Regions from separate parts of the Gossypium arboreum genome. Here region 2 is linked to region 1. The links are chromatin contacts, called in public Hi-C maps. All regions are on one chromosome and are shown on one strand. The core of a region is the stretch at or near the end of the contact, and the rest is flanking DNA. Distances in the headings are between cores, read along the strand shown.

Evidence for each region. A called contact is a pair of places that touch in the nucleus more often than the background predicts.
Region 2: a Hi-C map of leaf shows a contact between it and region 1, with 2.5 times the contacts expected there. The contact joins the promoter of LOC108470501 here to the promoter of LOC108474282 in region 1.

The regions. Positions count from the first base shown.
Region 1 is chr11:54,937,676-54,940,375 of ASM2569848v2, forward strand. It overlaps LOC108474282, which reads left to right and starts at 1,319. Exons shown (of 9, transcript XM_017776250.2): 1 at 1,319-2,160. The coding sequence starts at 1,669.
Region 2 is chr11:55,227,337-55,230,036 of ASM2569848v2, forward strand. It overlaps LOC108470501 (serine/threonine-protein kinase SAPK2-like), which reads left to right and starts at 1,296. Exons shown (of 9, transcript XM_017771839.2): 1 at 1,296-1,671; 2 at 1,794-1,868; 3 at 2,265-2,366; 4 at 2,473-2,505; 5 at 2,623-2,700. The coding sequence starts at 1,552.

The sequences.
Region 1 (2,700 bases), core at 69-2,568:
ATATTAAAAAAATTATAAATTGAGATCTGATGTAATTTATGAACATCTCAAATAAATTTGATCAAGTTTTCTAATGTGCTTCCTAAGTTGTTAATAACAGCTTTATAAGTTACCACTATGGCTTACGCCAACCAATTGATCCATTGTTGCTACATGAATTCAGATATATATAATTTAATTTATAAGTATAAAAAAAAAATGGAATATTTACCATTAACCGAAGATTAGAGACCTCGAAAACAGAAAATCCAAAACATATCCTTTGTCAAACTTTATATTTTTCACTCACATGAAAACAGGGCTTATTTAATTGATGTTTGGAGTTAAGAATTCTAGTTTGAAACTTGTGGGTTTAAATTTTGATATAAAATTGCACATGTATAAAGAGAGTCCTATATGCTCAGAATTTTAATATGTAAAAGAAATTAACTGTTATTTTCTGCCAAAATATGCTGTCCTTGTTTCCATCTAGAATTGCCAGACAGGCATTCATGTGCTCAAAATTCGTATATTCATGTATATGTACATAAATATTTTCGTATAATGTTGGAATCATATTTTTAATGTAATCGTACGCTGTATCTTATAACCAAACTGGTAAGAAAACCAACGAAAGAACAATTCCCATGATGCGGATTTAACAAAAAAAAGAAAAAAAGAACTATTAATTTATTTAATACTGTATCATAATTAAGAGATTATTAACTCATTTCCACTTTTTATATAAATTTTCGAATCATTGGGAAGTCAAACATAATTTAATTGGATTTCTCATTTATATATATTTAATGTTTTTCAATGCATCCATATTAGTTTATACTATTTAATTAATAAAATCATTAAAATTAAATATATTGAAAAATAAAAGGTAATGTAATCAATCATCTATCTATTTAATTGGTTTATATTGATTCATAAATTAATTAATTTTAATTTTTCTTAATTCAATTATTCTAATTAAACAATCCAACTCAATTAAAAAAATATTACAACACCAAACTTTCAAAACAAAGAGGAATTATATAAATTATTTATTTTATTTTAAGTGTTCAATACAAATCAAATTCTAATTAATAAAATTATTTTAATTTTTATTACTTTATTATTTTAAAAATATGAGTTTAATATTATTGTTTTTATACAAATGGTAGGTGTACCAGTTAATAATATTAAAGAATATTGATGGCATAATTAATAGGAGCCGTTGATTTCTCATTTCTTCTCCCAATTATAATCGGACGGTGTATTGTTTTAGACTATTTTACTCATACAAAATACTAATAATAAATACTTGTCCTTCTTCGTCGCCACAGGAAAGTAATGATGACACATCGCCAAATCACTGAAATCAGTGAGTTAATTACCATCGCTATCACTGTAAGTTACTGAATTTATAAAACCTTACAAATCCAAAAATCAGTTATAGGAAAAAAAAGAAAAAAAAAAAAAGAAAAGAAAAGAAAAGAGAAAGGGAAAATTACGCTGACACCCATAAAAACTACAGCTCATCTCAACAAAGTCTACACAGTATCTCTCTTTATCTCTCTAGACTTCTCTCAAACATTTTCCGATGTCCACCGTAACCGTCTTCAGATCCCCCTAACGAGCCGCTGAGTCTCTTGACTGTTTTTTTTTTATTGAAATCAGTATTAGATTTTTGTTTCGTACATGGCGGAGGAAGACGTCGTTCCCAAAACCTTCCGAGCTCTCGTCGAGAGCGCGGACCGTAAATTCGCACGAGTCCGGGACTTACCGTCGTACGGACGAGCACAAGGCCAACACTATTTCCAGAAAGTCTTCAAAGCCTATATGCGGTTATGGAAGTACCAGCAAGAACACCGAGCCGAGCTTGTCAAAGCCGGTTTGAACCGGTGGGAGATTGGCGAAATCGCCGGTCGGATCGGCCAGCTGTATTTCGGCCAGTACATGAGGACGAGCGAGGCTAGGTTTCTGGTCGAAGCCTACATTTTCTATGAAGCGATTTTGAAGAGAAGGTATTTCGAAGGGTGTGGAGTGAAGGATCTTCGAGTTCGGTTTAAGGAGTTGAGATTTTATGCCCGGTTTTTGCTGGTTTCGTTGATTTTGAACCGGACCGAGATGGTGAAAGTTGTCGTCGAAAAGCTTAGAGCTCTTATTGATGATTGCAAGGCTAATTTCCGGGTAAAAACGATTTTTTTTTATTTCTAGAATTTCAAGCTGAATTTTTATTTGCTATTGTTGGCATGGTGCTTTTTTCAGTTTTGTTCTGCGCTTTTTAGCTGCTAATGGAAATTATGAATAAATAGTAAGAATAGAATTTAGGTTTACCTAAGAAGACATAAATTGTTTTTTAAAAGAAAAATTTTTAAGAACATGAAAGGGAGTTCATTGAGTATTATCGATTACCATTTAATTACCAATAAATTAATTTCAAAATAGTTTTCCTTTTTCCCAAATGAATAGTAAGAATCGGGTTCAGGAAACTTTCGTTAAGAAGTATAATCTAAATTTTCATAAATAATCTAAATTTGGGAAAATTAATGCATTACTCAGCTTTATTTCCTCTGCCCCATAATTTTTTTCCTTATTTTTGTAATATCTTCTTCACTGTTTTGCAATAAAAATAAAAAGGAAATACAGTTGGGCCCTTTGTCTTTGATTTCCTTAAAGTGAATTATCTCCTATTTTAATCACCTTTTAATTTATTTGGTAGTGATGACT
Region 2 (2,700 bases), core at 46-2,545, 290 kb after region 1:
ACCATTGGTACTGGACAAACCACTTCTCATTAACTTGCCTCAACATATAAAAATTAGAGAGACCTCCATAAGTAGTAGATTTATCAACCTGAGAAATGACAAACCTATATGTAACATTAATGCCTTCATAATTTGGGTCTTCTGCTCTAAGGGGAGAATCTGGGGCCAAAGCTTATGAGTAAGGCCTAGACCCAAACATTTTATCCAAATTTATCCATTCGAAAAACAAAAAAAATCCTAGATCATCCTCAATCAAAAAAATCTTATTGGATATATTTTTTGAGAGAAAATAAAAAAAAAAATTAAGACGATGAATATGTAAAGTTGAATTAGGACTACACCTTTGTTGAATTTAACCCTCAAATGTTTTATGAATGTTCAACCATGAGTTCTCTTAGATCTTTGAGGTAGCGTCAACAAAGAAGATGAAGTGTACGGGGACAGTAGTGATGCAGAGCGACATGAGAGGGTCGGATTGTTGAGCTAAAATGTAGAGCGAGCGATAAGGGTGGCATCTGATGTTGTGGAGCTTTTTGATGATTGGGAGTTTTGATGGCAACAATGGTAATATTAGCTTAGTTCTGTCAATCGGACAAATTAGGACAACGAAGAAGATGACTGTCAGGGAGAAGAACAAGGGACATGAAATGAATAAGATTTCATGTTGTTCTAAAAGTTGCAAAAAAACTCAACATATGCATTATTGGCTTGCACAATATTTTTTAGAATTTAGACTAATTGATAAAATATGTAAAGTTGAAGGCTAAATTTATTAAAATTTTTAGAATTATGTCCAAATTGATGAAATCATAAGCATTGAAAGCTAAACTTATTATTATAAAAAAATTCATATCAATATTTCATTAATGATTTAATGAAAAAAACAATCTAAATTTTAAATTTCAATAACATTAATAACTAAAATAAAATTTTTAACCTGTGAAACTAGAATAGAAATATGTTAATATTTAAATCACTATTTATATAATTTGCTCAAATTTTAAAATAAATATAAATAATTCTACTTTCAATCATCTTATCCAATGTACTGAAATATTTCAGTTATGAGTGTTTATTTAGTACTTTAAGAAAATATTCTTTTAATACACAGTATTTGATTGTTATTTATTGATATTTTGCGACATTTCGAAAGAAGGAAGAGGGCCAACTAAGTGGGGTAACCAAAACGAGAGATAACCCAAAAACGAAGCAACGTCGGTGTGCAACTTTTCCACTTCTCCTTCAATTTCTAGCTTTTAATTATCCTCCACGTGTAATGTCCATTCTTCTTGTCTCTTTGACGTTGACACCATTTGGACAGCCTCATATGATTCCTTATCATCCTAGTTCCTTTGCCCTTTGCTTTCACCCATCCAACTAAAACATCAAAAAGTCCTTGAAAATCATGGAGATTCCTCCAACACTAAACCAAATATAAGAAAAAAAAAATTACACAAAAGGTTTTATATATTTGCTGCAACTATATAAGATTCATATAAGTGCTGCTGTTTCTTTCCTTACATATTTGCTGGGAGTTTTTGGATTTGGAAAATGGAGCGTTATGAGATACTGAAAGATATTGGATCAGGGAACTTTGGTGTTGCTAAGCTGGTTAGGGATAAAAGGACTGGTGAGCTTTATGCTGTCAAGTATATTGAAAGAGGCCCCAAGGTATCAGATTTTGTTTTTAGCTTTATTTTCCTATTGGCTCTCCAAGATTCATGCCCATCATCTTGTTTGGGTTGTCAATATTTTCTTATGGATGGATTTCAAGAGATTTCTTGTCTATGCAGATTGATGAGCATGTGCAAAGGGAGATTATGAACCATAGGTCTTTGAAGCATCCAAATATAATAAAATTCAAAGAGGTAAATATCTATAGTTCCTCATAAGTTTCAGGTATTGAAGTCAAGACAAGCATTACTTGTACAAGTTTCAGAGCTCCTTAAATGGAGCAGTGAAGGTTTTTGCATTTTTTTTTTCTTCTCTTTAAAAATCAGAGTTGATTTGAACAGAACAGGCTTTACAATGATTTATCTTTTGTTCTGTTTTAGCTAACTTAGCCTTGAGAGCAACCTACATGGTCAGAGATGTAGCTTCCAGTTTAGCTTTAGCTTCATATTAGGTAGCACCAGTTTTTGATTGAAAATTAACTTAAAAAGGTTCAAACAAACGATATGGGAGTTTGTGATCTTCAACAGGGCAGCTAAAATCAATGGTGTCCATGGTATGTTTGATCCAATCCCAAACACAACTTTTTGCAGGTCCTGTTAACACCAACTCATCTTGCCATAGTCATGGAATATGCAGCTGGTGGAGAACTTTTTGAAAGAATATGCAACGCTGGTAGATTTGGTGAAGATGAGGTATATTCTTATAAACATCTTTTCTTTTTCTAATTTTTCATACGTTAAAAGTTGTGCTTATTGAATTTCATTTTTTTACCTTACTGTTATTGTTTTACTGCATCAGGCAAGGTTTTTCTTTCAACAACTGATATCAGGAGTGAGTTATTGCCATGCAATGGTATATATGGCCTTACTTAGTCTATTGGATCCCCCCTCTTTTTTTTTTTTTTTTGGCTATCTAGCTAAGTTGAGATTTTTATCCCCATTTTCACAGAAAATTTGTCATAGAGATCTTAAGCTGGAAAACACTCTATTAGATGGAAGCAGTACACCCAGACTAAAAATATGTGAC